2 separate regions of the Mus musculus genome follow, and region 1 is linked to region 2. A link is a contact called in public HiChIP or PLAC-seq data. All regions are on one chromosome and are shown on one strand. The core of a region is the stretch at or near the end of the contact, and the rest is flanking DNA. Distances in the headings are between cores, read along the strand shown. Region 1 overlaps Tsg101 (tumor susceptibility gene 101). Region 2 holds the start of Saal1 (serum amyloid A-like 1).

Region 1 (5,787 bases), core at 126-2,625, 190 kb before region 2:
TCACTCACTATGAATAATCATTCAATATGAAATGGTGTCTTTTATAGGAACTAGAGGTCAGTAAGTACTGTCAGAGAGCTTGGTGAGGTCATTTCATTTATCGTATGTTAAGGTGATTGCAAGACTGACCTAATTACTTGATGAGTTTTCTGTTCCCTAACACTGGGAAAATTATGTCTTATTTTCTAAGGGTTAAATTTGGTGATGGATACCATCTGACATGTTTTGAGCAGATATTAAAGTTTTGTAGAGAGAATTGCGTGTACTGTGTGGAAGCATCACCTACAATAAAAAGCCAATGGCCTGTTAATTGAGGCAGGAAATAAGAGGTGGGTGTTCTGATAGGGAGAGAGGAACTCTGAGATAGAGTCCGGCATGGGAAGATGACCACGATCTCTGCAGGGACAGATGCATGAAACTGAGGAGTCACCATCCATGTGGCACTCACAGAATAGAATAAAGGGGTTAATTAAGGAGTTAGTCAGGAAGCAAGCCCAAGTTCATGGCCTAGGCATTTATTCATAAAGAGTTTACTCTCAGATTCATTATTTGAGAATTGGGGGCACTGGTAGAAAAGCCCATAGTTACAAAGTTTTTGACCTTTTTCACTCCACAGTTCTGAAATCTACTTCTGCTTGCTTGGGTAATTGTCATTGTGTGGGGACTTGATATAACAGATTTGCTCAGTATATAGTAGATATGGAGAATATGGGATTTCTCTTCAGTCACTTAACAAATAGTGTGATGTCTAAAAGCTTAGACTCTTAAAGCAGTTCTTCTCTCGTGTTTCAGTGGAAAGCAGCTCACTGAATTTTGGATTAAAATTCAGAATGTTTGGGATTTTTTAAGATTATTTTCATTCATATGAGGGAACAGAGGCCCTTGGGCTGGAGGCACAGGTGGCTGTGGACTGCCACATCAGTCCCGAGAATTGAACCTAGATTTCATGTAAGGGCAGTGAGTTTTCCAAACCCCTGAGCTGTCTCTCCTGCCCCATCATTTCTACTACTTCAAAAACCCTGGGATTTTCCATTTCAGATTGTTTTGATTTTTGATATAGGGGTACCATGTTGGCCTCGAACTCACAGACACCTGTCTGCTTCCCAAGTGCTTTTTTCCTTCCTTTCTTTTTTCCTTTCTTCCTTTCTCTCTCTCTCTCTCTCTCTCTCTCTTTCTCTCTCTCTCTCTCTTTCTTTCTTTCTTTCTTTCTTTCTGGCAGGTGAAGGGTAAAGACAGGGTTTTTCTGTGTAGTCCTGTCTCTCCTGGAACTCACTCTGAAGACCAGGCTGACCTCAGACTCAAGAGAGATCCACTTGCCTCTGCTTCCCAAGTGCCAGAATTAAAGGCCTGTGCCACCACTGTCTGGCTCACTTCCTCTTTCTTGATAGTCTAGTTTCCATATGTGAGAGAAAACGTGACGTGTACGTGTGTGTGTGTGTGTGTGTGTGTGTGTAATACCTTCTATAACACTTTTTTCTTAACCTAGGCTTATTGCATAACCTTATTTAAGGCTTTGTTTTACTTTTTATGTATTATTTTATTTTGTATGTACCATGTATATGTAGGTACCTGTGGAGGCCAGAAGCAGACATGGAAACTCCTGGAAATGGGCTTAGAGGTGCCCAGGAGCCACCTGATATGGGTACTGGGAACCAAACTTGTGCAATGTGGCTAGGATGTCTGCCACCATGCCTAGTTCGAAAGCTAGCAGGGATCCACCCAGGGGTAAGCCAGGCAAGCACCCTTATCGGCTGCGCTATCATATTAGCTACTTTCCTAGTAACTGAACAGGGGGCCTGACAAAGTGAATGTAAGGTATAGTTACCTCATAGTTTGGGGGTAGTGTCCATCTTGCCGGGGAAATCAGGGTAGTGAGAATATGGGGACAGATGGTCACATTGCATCTGCAGCCAAGCAGCTCGTTATTCAGCCAAGGACCCTAACCCATGGAGTGGTGGCACTCACATTTAGGTCTTCCCACCTTAGCTGACCTAATCTAGATTAACCAGGAGAGCTACATCCACGGTTCCGTTGGAATTAGCCTCCCACAGACTTTATAGATGCTACGTAAACTAGAGTGGACAGGGACTTCCTTATGTTCTATGGGCTGTCTACTCTCTTGCGCAGAACTTTTTTAATTTGATGCAGTCCCATTTGTCAGGTGGTATTAACTGAGCTGTTGAGATCAGATTCAGAAAGTCACTGGGTACTCCTGGACCTTTAAGTCTTTCCTCAATATGCTGTTATGCTGTTGGAAATTCCAGAGTTTAGAGTCTTAAAGTCTTTGATTCTGTTTATTAGATTTTTTTCAGATAAGAGATAGGTACCTAATTTCGGTCTTCTACATTGGAAGTTTTGGGTTTTCATGACTTTCATCTTTAGTAAAAATCACATGGTAGAATACTTGAGCTTATTTCTGGCTTCTCCACTTTGTTCCATTATTCTGCATGCCCCTGGCTTTATAGTATGACTTGAAATGTGTGATGCCAGCATTGTATTTATGCTCAGGATGCTGTGGGCTTCTTGTGGTCTTTTGTATTTCTATATGGACCTTATGGAGAATGCCCTTGACCTAGTTTATAAGAACTATATAAATTCTAAAACTAAATGTGTATTCTTTAGGGATTTGAATTTAACATCAGTGTGACATGATCCATTAGACCAGATAAGGTGACTTTAACCAAATGTGTTGGTGCGCTTGTGTATGGAAAGCTCACATAAAAAGACCCTTAAGTTTTGTTGTTCAGATAACTTCTACAACACGGATAAATGAAACGGGGAGTGCTGCTGTTATCATCTGGGTACCTGATCATGGGGACAACAGCATTTTGCATCAGATAAACATAATAGAATTTCATATGGGTTATTGTAGACTGGGGTCTTTTAAAGACAAGTATAAACTCTATTCCTTATGTATCTTTGTCAGAATGGGCACATAGTAAGATCATCATCTTCGCTGGTCTTCTGATCTCTTGTAGGAAGTATCCCCTTTTAGGTGATGCGTGTTTTTTTTGCTTTGTGTGAGTCTGTGTGCACCAAGAGCAGATAGGAGCTCAGAGGGCAGATGGCCTGAAACTGAAGGTACAGGCACTCTGAGCTGCCATGTGTATGCTGGGAACTGAACATGGAGCCACTATAAGAGAAGGAAGTGTTCTTAACCATTGAACCATCTCTCCAGTCCCTCTTCCTTTTTGTCTTGTTTTGTTTTGGGGGGCAGGCTTTTTTGTTTGTATTTTATTTATTGTTATTAGGCTGAATGTCACAACATCTGACAGTTTAAGATTCCACAGAGAACTCCATGCTTTTGCTACTGAAAGACTGACGCACCTAAAAACTGAAGGTCTAGCGATTCCAAGCCTTCTGTGAGCACAGTCATTTACTTTCTACCCTCCCTCTTCCTTTTTTTTTTTTTTGATTTTTTGAGACAGGGTTTCTCTGTGTAGCCCTGGCTGTCCTGGAACTCACTCTGTGGACCAGGCTGGCCTCAAACTCAGAAATCCACCTGCCTCTGCCTCCCAAGTGCTGGGATTAAAGGTGTGCGCCACCACTGCCTGGCCCCCTCTTCCTTTTTAAAAACTACTTTATTAATTAGTACAGTGTAAGTAACCAGAGATTTTAATATGGCCTTTATCTTGTCTGGATGACGGAATAGTTAGGCCCTATTATTGTCATCATCATCATTATGGTTATTATTATACTTATTTATTTGTGTGTGTGTGTGTGTGTGTGTGTGTGTGTGTGTGTGTGTGTGTGTGTTTATGTCACGCGTGTGCTGATGCCCAGGTGCCCGTGGTGACCAGAAGAGGGTGTCAGATACCATGTAACTGGAGTTACAGGATTTTGTGAGCTTCCTGATTATGGGCACTTATAACCACAGAGCTGTTTCTCCCAACTCCTGAACAGTTAGTCAGAATGAGTCTATGAACGGGGCTTGTGGAATACATCTCTTTGATAGCAGCTGAAAAAATGTCTCCTACCCGTCTTGAATGGTGAAGTCTCTGTCTCTCTCTATTTCTCTGTCTCTGTTTGCCTGACTGCCTGTCTCCACCCCCACCCCACCCCCGTGTGTGTGTGTGTCTGTGTGTGTATGTGTGTGTGAGAGAGAGAGAGAAGGGGTGGGTGAGAGTTTGATGGTTCTCATTTTCACTTGTTGAATCAGGATCTCTCTTGGTTCTACTGCTGGCCTATAGACTTCCATGCAGTTCAGTTGCTGCCTCCTATCTCAAGACAAGAGTGTTGGATGAGGGCTGCTGCATCAGGCTTTTTACTTGGGTTCCAGAAATTGAACTAGGGTTGTCCGCTTATGGTATGTGCTCAGTGGTCTTAATTAAGTTTAGCAGTTCCAAGTGCGTCTTCAGTTCTAGCGTTCTGTAGAAGGATTGACACAACTCTTCAAACTATAATCAGCTGCTTACAGCAAAAGGATACAGATTATAATTGGCTAAGTGTTTGTGAGGAAGTCCAAGGGTTCTGAATGGCGAACACCTACCTGAGCCTTCATGTCCAGAGTTTGTGCATTATCTCCTGCAGGTCCCAGCAGAGATGGCACAATCAGTGAGGACACTATCCGTGCATCTCTCATCTCAGCAGTCAGTGACAAACTGAGATGGCGGATGAAGGAGGAAATGGATGGTGCCCAGGCAGAGCTTAATGCCTTGAAACGAACAGAGGAAGATCTGAAAAAAGGCCACCAGAAACTGGAAGAGATGGTCACCCGCTTAGATCAAGAAGTAGTAAGTAAGCCGGGCGTGGTGGCACACGCCTTTAATCCCCGCACTCGAGAAGCAGAGGCAGGCGGATTTCTGAGTTCGAGGCCAGCCTGGTCTACAGAGTGAGTTCCAGGACAGCCAGGGCTACACAGAGAAACCCCATCTCGAAAGAAAAAAAAACAAAAACAAAAAGTAGTAATGCACTGAAAACATCGTGGGTTGAATTACAGCTAAGGCAAAGGGTTCTGTGCAAACCTTGATGTTGTAAAGTAAAAGTTCAGTGAACAGTAGTTGTCTTCAGGTATGTGAACAGAGCTCTCTAAGCAGGATTGCTGGAATGTACCTATAATCTCAGTTCTCAGGAGCTGAGGCAGGTCATCAGTTAGAGGAAATACTATAGCCATAAGGTCTCAAGTGCAGCCTCATTGATCTTCCACTGGAAAGTGCTATCTAGAATACTGCACTTCTTCCAGGGTGAATTGCTGCCACTTCACAGGGAATATGAATTACAGAGTTCTGTGAATGGCAAACACACTTGGACCTTGAACTATACACTTAAGAGAGAATTGTATTTCTAAGCATTTAAGTCAGTATTAGAAGTGCCTTTCAGGGACATGGAGAGATGGTTTAGTGGTTAAGTGTCCAGCACCCATATCGGGGTACACACACGCACACACACACACTCACACTCTAATAAAAATGTGGCTCAGCAGCTTCTTGGTTTTGTCATCCAGAGACATCTGAGGGCCTGAGAGCTTCAAATCAATACAGCCTGTGCCCCTTCCCTCTCCAGGCTTTCTCTCTGTGTGTGTATAAAATGAGCATCATAATAGCCAACCATTTCAGTTTAAGAATGTAGTGCCGATGTAATGCAGAGCCTGCAGCCACCACCTGCAATGCGTTGTAGCTCTGAAAATCAAATCCTTCCCATAGATGGGAGGAATTTCTCCTATGGGAATTTCTTGTTTCATGATTGTCCATGGGGAGAGACTTTATTTTGGACTGTGTCTGGCAGTCCAGTTGGCAGTACCATGTATCTCTTTCACAATTACTTTCATTTTGGGGAATTTTCGTCATT
Region 2 (6,676 bases), core at 2,634-5,133:
TTAATCTTGTGGCGTAGGTGTCACTACTACCCTTTAAGGAAACCAATGTACAAAGAGCATACGTAAGCTATCTTACTTAGAAAACCCCTGGAAGAGCAGAATTTAGCCCAGGTTAGCCACTATACAGCTCTGAGCACACACTTACTTATTTACCTGAGAAGGAATAGATCATGGCACGGGTGGAAGGCAGCTCCACCGTCAACAGGAGACAGTGACTTACTTACCTGGGACATAGGTCTATTATTGAGGCTGAGACATAGACAAGAAACTGTCATCAAGGGAAATATAGCCCACCAGCCATAAGACAACAAAAGACAGTCAGTCAGTCAGACTCTTTCTTTCTTTCTTTCTTTCTCTCTCTCTCTCTCTCTCTCTCTCTCTCTCTCTCTCTCTTTCTTTCTTTCTTTCTTTCTTTCTGATAGAATTTCTCTGTGTAACCGAGCCCTGGCTGTCCTGGACTCACCTTGTAGACCAGGGTGGCCTCCCATTCACAGAGATCCATCTGCCTCTGCCTCCTGAGTGCTGGGATTAAAGGTGTGTGCCACCACAACTCAGCCTCACAATGAAAGTTAAGAGAACCTAGGCTTCCCCTTTCTCCCTAACTCACTACCTTTGATATTTCCCATTTATCATTAGCTGGATCTGATTCCTTCAGTGTGCAGCTCACTCTCCTGGTCCTTAGTTTAGATCTTCCTTCTGTTTGTGGCACCGTCCTGAGGAGCAGGGGGGCGGGGCGGTAGTAAATGAGCAGAGGGGGCAGGGGGCGGGGCGATAATAAATGAGCATTTTCCACGGACTTCCTCGTGCGTTTCCCTCAGCTTTTCTGCATAAGCACCATGGTGGATAGCACTCTTCCCTGTTCCTGGAGAGGAGGTAGGGGTTTTAAACCTAGTGTGTCCATTGCCACCAGAGTGTCAATCATCCTGCTTGTGGCAGTCTGTGGCAGAGACGTTCCCCTTGTTACCTCTGAAGGAGTGCTGAGAACTGCTTGGGGGAAATAGATCCTGGACATCCAGGTGGACTCAGAACAGAGCTGCGCTCACTCTCTCTGCCTGGAGAGCAGTTTCTCCCATTGCTTTGTGCTAGGCAAGAACTGTGGCTGCGGTGGTAACTGTAGCGTTTGGGAGGCCGAGGCAGAAGGATTGTGAGTTTCAGGCCATCCAGGGATACACAGAGACATAGGCTGTCTCTAAAGGAAAAGAGAACACAAGAGAAAGGAAAGGATCGGAAGCAGAGGGAGGGGAAAGGAGGAAGGGAAGCGATCTCATTTCACACCTTAGAAGTTCCCCTGGACCATTTCAGAGAGAGCTTCTTATGGTGACCGTTGTCATATGATGACGCACTCCCTAGAGATCACCTCTCCTCTTCTTACACGCTTTTTGAACAGCCAAAGACAAACAGCATGAAAAAACCAAAACAAAAAACAAAAACAAACCAAAAAGCTGGGCAGTGGTGGCGCATGCCTTTAATCCTAGCACTTGGGAGGCAGAGGCAGGCGGATTTCTGAGTTCGAGGCCAGCCTGGTCTACAGAGTGAGTTCCAGGACAGCCAGGGCTACAGAGAAACTCTGTCTTGAAAAAACCAAAACAAAAAAACAAAAACAAAGACAAACAGCAACAGAGCTAAGATGGGAGTCCATTGGGATAAAACCCGCTCCAATGTACTTCTTTGGGCAGTAAGAACTATTTATTTCAAGCTAGCAACATTTCTGTGGGTTTTGGGAAAAGCTGGGATGAGTTGGATAGACGTCGTAGCCCTCTGTTTTACCTCAACACAACCACCGCCATCACTCTCTTCCCTCTCCAGGGTCTAGAGACATGTGGCGAGCCTACTCTGACATGAAGAAAGCTAACTGGAAAAACTCAGACAAATACTTCCATGCTCGGGGGAACTATGATGCTGCCCGGAGGGGTCCCGGGGGAGCCTGGGCTGCTAAAGTCATCAGGTAACACGGGTCTGGGTGAACAGAGATTGACTGCCTTGGACAGCCAGGAAGGAGCTGTCTCTTCTGCAACCTGTGTATACTACCCGTTACCTCTCGATCTTCCTCTTTTCTGTGCATAGTACTGGAAGGGGTTGGTGGTCATGTGATTGCTTGTGGATGACCCCCCCACTTCCTGCTGCTGCTGCTCATCCAGTGTGAGGCTGACAGCCTGGGCAGGGTCCTACCAGCCTCTCCCTCCCCTCACAGCCAGGAGGAGAGAGTCCTGAGGGTGGAGCTACTGCCTGTGGGCTTGGTTAAAAATCTTCTTGTCCATCCTAATTACAGCGATGCCAGAGAGGCTGTTCAGAAGTTCACGGGACATGGAGCAGAGGACTCAAGAGCTGACCAGTTTGCCAATGAGTGGGGCCGGAGTGGCAAAGACCCCAACCACTTCCGACCTGCTGGCCTGCCTAAAAGATACTGAGTTTTCTCTTCCTGTTGTTCCCAGTCATGCTGCCCCCCGAGAAGAGGAGCAACTACTGGGTTGAGATATTTTCTAAAATCTGGATCCCTAAACATCCCAATGTGCTGAATAAATACTTGTGAAATGCACTTTGTCGCTGTCACTGTTGTTTTGAGAGCACAGGGCAGTCACACTGAGGGTTGAGGGCCTGTGGGTTAGCAGGGGACATCACTTGCTTTTCTTTTCTTTTTCTTTTCTTTTAAAGAAAGAGACAAGAAGAGATGGAATTGGAATATGACACGAGATAGCAAGAAAGCGCTGTGTATGGTTTCAGTTATGAAGTTGAAAACTAGATAAAAACCAATGCATTCTGGGCTATGGCCCAGTGCTAAGCATGACTGCCAAGCACAGGTGAGGCCCCAGCTTTCAGTCCCCTGTGCCCTCCCCGAGAGAAAAATCAGTAAGTTCTGACTCACTGTAAAATACGACTTACAAAGGCTGATGGCAAAATCACTTCCCACTGAGAAAGCATCAACTCTAGATGCCTCTCTGCAGATAATCTCAGCCCTTCAAAAGGGCCAGCCACTCCCATTTTGTAAAAAATAATTGCAGAAAAAAAAAGACATATTCTGCAATCATTTCCCCTGGGGTAGAAAGGCTTTAACACCAAGCTGGGTGGTTTGCAGTCATCATGGTTAACTAAACTAAGTCTTTAAGGTTATAGTTGAAAATCACACAAGACTGTTGATTACCTATGAGTAACTAGAGAAGCATGAACTGAGCTGTGTTTTCATTCAAGGTCAACAGAAAGGGGTATGGGGGGGGGAGAGAAAATAAAAATGAATAAAGCTACTTTCTGGTTATAAAAAGTGAGTCTGTGAGAGAAGGAGCAGGGACGCTTGAGTGGGTGATAACTCAGAAGATTCCATAAACACGAGACACAGCTAACTCAACTTCCTGCACCTGAGATTTTAAGAGAAAAGTAAGTTTGCAGAGCATGTATGCACACTTCAGTGTACTAGGATGAATCTCAGATAAAAGAATTAAAAACAAAAACCAACCAAACAAGAGTTTCTGGGCACCGTGGCACCTGCCTATAGTTCTAGCTGCTGGAAGTGGAGGCATAAGATGGCGAGTAGCAGGCCTGGACTACATAGCTTGACCCTGACTCAAACAAAGAATCAAATCAAAGAAAGATTAAAACTCCACAAGTGCGTGCTAAAATTGAAGTTGATGTAAGGTTTAAATCAGCACTAATGAATAGCTAACATATCTGGACATGGCAGTTACTGTGTGTGTGTGTGTGTGTGTGTGTGTGTGTGTGTGTGTGTGTGTTCTGTGCTCACTCCTAGCTCTGGGTGGAGAAGAAGACCCCATGGATCCTACAGGTTCCCGGACCTCGCGGGAGCCTGACGGCAGGGGGCGCTGTGTGGGAGCTGAGCCGTGTGCCTTGGGCTCTCTGGCGCGTCCTCTCGCCTCCTCCGCGGCTTCCGGTACTGTTGGCGCGCATCGGCATGGATCGAAACCCGTCTCCTCCGCCGCCTACCTGTGGTTCGGAGGATGAAGAGGACCTGGGTGGGGGAGACCGCATCGGGAGCACGGTCTACAGCAAGCACTGGCTCTTCGGCGTCCTCAGCGGGCTCATCCAGGTGCGGAGACTCGCGCAGGCGCCCTCCGTGCCCAGGGAGTGGACGGGATGCTGGAGGCTCGCGGGTGCCGATGGACTAACTTGCCAGAACCACACCGCGCACGTACTTTACTGGGCTTCTACTTCCTAACCCCACTGTCACGTACGAAGTCGAGACCCTACCATTCGTGTTTTGTCGGCTCTTGTTCTAGTGGAATACATAGTTTGGAGTCAGACAACCCTGATCTCCGAGACGCGAGCTTATCCCATGCTGGAAACGGGACTCCTTAACCCAGATCCTCCATTTCTTTCATAGTTTCTATTAAAACAAGATAATCAGTATTATCGTAAACAAGATTTTGTATAGGTTGAGATTATAATGAGGCTGCCAATAGATGTTTTTCTGCCCATTGCTGTCCATACCGCCAATTTCTGTTTTCTCTAAGCCATTTTCTACATTGCCAAAAAAAAAAAAAAACCCTTCCTTTTTATTATTTTTAAAGGTTGTTCTTGTTGCTCATAGGAGAACACTTTCTATTTCCTAACTGGGGATCCAAGGTTGGTTGTGTCTTCTTCAGCCATTTTACGGTACATTGTGTTCCATCACCAGTAGACAGTTGGCCATCTCCAAGCATGTCTTATACTTTCTGAGCACTTGTAGTCACCTCCGAATGCTTGCCTCATTTCCCCAGGACAGTCCTAACCTTCCCATAGATTTAGATTTCTTCTTTTAAGAGAAATGTGTGTCTTCTCCCAGGAGTAGGTCATTGGTCCCTAATTTTTTCTCCCATAGTTCTTTCACCAGTTCAGCACAGTCAGCCTCTTTCTGTTGTGATTGCCTGGTTACATGCCTTTCCTACATTAATCCTAAACCGTTTGGAACCAAAAGGGTTATATTGTTGTTTTCATTTGTCTGCTGCAGTGCCCACAGACCGTATTTACTTGAAGAGTGTTTAATGTGTAGATCTATCTAAGACTGTGGAAAGCTTTTGGAACCCCTTGGCAGGAATTTGATACTGGGCCATGACAAGGAAGTTGGTTCTGGCAGGAATCTAATTTTAGGCTAGAACAAAGAAGGCATGAGTATAACTTTGGGCTGGGGCCGGGAAGTAGGCTCAGATATCTTGGCCATCCTGATAAGCCCCTAGAAACAGTGATCAAAGGGGTGATCGAGGGACTTTGTTTATTGCCTTGCTTGTTCCTTGACTATTTGTGTTTATTGTGCCGCTTGTCCTTATTATTTGCATGTAATTAAAATGGATATAAAAGCAGATTGGGAAAAAATAAACCTGCCGCAGCCTCAGAACTGCCTGGGGGTCATGCTTACAATGTTGTCTGTCTTTTTTCTTTTTAATCCTCACTCCTGCCCTGGAGAACCTGTTGACTGACTGAGTTGGCTTGGTCACAAGGCTTTAGGTTTTAGAAACTGTTTTGTCTGAGGAGATACTTTTGAGAGATTGAGACTTCTAAGTGATAATATCTAATCTAAGTGAAGACCTATGAGTATTTTAACTGATTTTTTTTTCCTTTATGTCTCTGAAGATTGTCACACCTGAAAGTGGCACATCTGGCTCAGCTGATGAGGAAGAACAGGCAGATCTTGCTGAAGAAATGGAGAATGAGATTTGCAGAGTCTGGGATATGTCCATGGACGAGGTATGCGGATGGAAGTGAGATTCCGAACAGACTCAGAGTGGGGAGGTGATGAAGGGGCTGGAAAGATGGCTCCATGGTTAGGAGGACTATCTGCCCTCCCAGAGGTCCTGAGTTCAATCCCCAGCAACCACGTGGTGGCCCATAGCCATCTCTACTGGGATTTGAGGTATACATGCAGATAGAACACTCATATACATAAAATAAGTAAATAAGTAGAAAGGATCATTCCTCCACTGTTGGCGGAAAGGCCTATTCAGTGATTGCAGTCTCTCCAGTTTGTGGTTCAGAGTATGAAGTCTCAGGAGCTATTACTTTAAACATATATACAGTTCCATCCTATGGACATCATAGTATATTTAACATAGATGTGAACTAAGACAGCTATGACCACAGGGCCCCCAATGGAGAAGCTAGAGAAAGCACCCAAGGAGCTGAAGGGGTCTGCAACCCTATAGGTGGAACAACAATATGAACTAACCAGTACCCCCAGAGCTCGTGTCTCTAGCTGCATATGTAGCAGAGGATGGCCTAGTCGAGAGAGACCCCTTGGTATTGTAAACTTTATATGCCCCAGTACAGGGGAATGCCAGGGCCAAGAAGTGGGAGTGGTGGGTAGGGGAGCAGGGCGGGGGGTGGGGGGTGGGAGGGTATAGGGAACTTTCGGGATAGCATTTGAAATATAAATAAAGAAAATATCTAATTAAAAAAAAGACAGCTATGACATCACTAGGCAGTATGATTTCATACTGAGCTACTGACACATGTATATTTAGTTTTTGTGCCTTCCATTACTAGGTGAGATTCGTCTCTTTGGGGTCCATGTGCACTCTTGGGTCACCTGTTTGGTGTGCCCTCTTTAGGTGATATGGGTGGAACAAGATCTGTAGGGAGGAAGTTTAGGCTGTTGTAGTCACACTGCAGTCAGATATTTTGTTTTGTTGCCGGGTGGTGTGATACACACTTGAGAGGCGAAGGTAGGTGGATATCTGAGTTCAAGGCCAGCCTG

What was found. HiChIP or PLAC-seq counts read pairs in DNA pulled down with a chosen protein or histone mark.
Region 1: an H3K4me3 HiChIP or PLAC-seq map of bone marrow-derived macrophages shows a contact between it and region 2, with 2.1 times the contacts expected there. The contact joins the enhancer-like site here to the promoter of Saal1 in region 2. A contact is called at or near these places in 8 of 39 promoter capture datasets (the HPC-7 cell line, cranial neural crest, frontonasal cranial neural crest and 4 more), 3 of 484 Hi-C or Micro-C datasets (liver, nephron progenitors and trophoblast stem cells), 6 of 115 datasets of contacts at active chromatin or transcription factors (bone marrow-derived macrophages, embryonic stem cells, intestinal villus epithelium and 1 more) and 5 of 9 other capture datasets (adipose tissue, embryonic stem cells, liver and 2 more).

Annotation. Positions count from the first base shown.
Region 1 is chr7:46,891,304-46,897,090 of GRCm38.p6, reverse strand. It overlaps Tsg101 (tumor susceptibility gene 101), which reads left to right. Exons shown (of 10, transcript NM_021884.4): 8 at 4,531-4,733. Among named protein-coding and RNA genes, the nearest start is that of Tsg101, 26 kb to the left of the region's middle. Within about 2 kb of position 1,375, at least 5 of the 459 cell types and tissues checked have an H3K27ac peak or open chromatin away from gene starts, as enhancers often do. A contact at or near this core is called in bone marrow-derived macrophages, where this site is marked.
Region 2 is chr7:46,707,858-46,714,533 of GRCm38.p6, reverse strand. It overlaps Saal1 (serum amyloid A-like 1), which reads left to right and starts at 3,883. Exons shown (of 12, transcript NM_030233.1): 1 at 3,883-4,036; 2 at 5,557-5,670. The coding sequence starts at 3,902. Saa3 (serum amyloid A 3) reads left to right here. Exons shown (of 4, transcript NM_011315.3): 3 at 1,807-1,945; 4 at 2,270-2,536. The coding sequence ends at 2,408.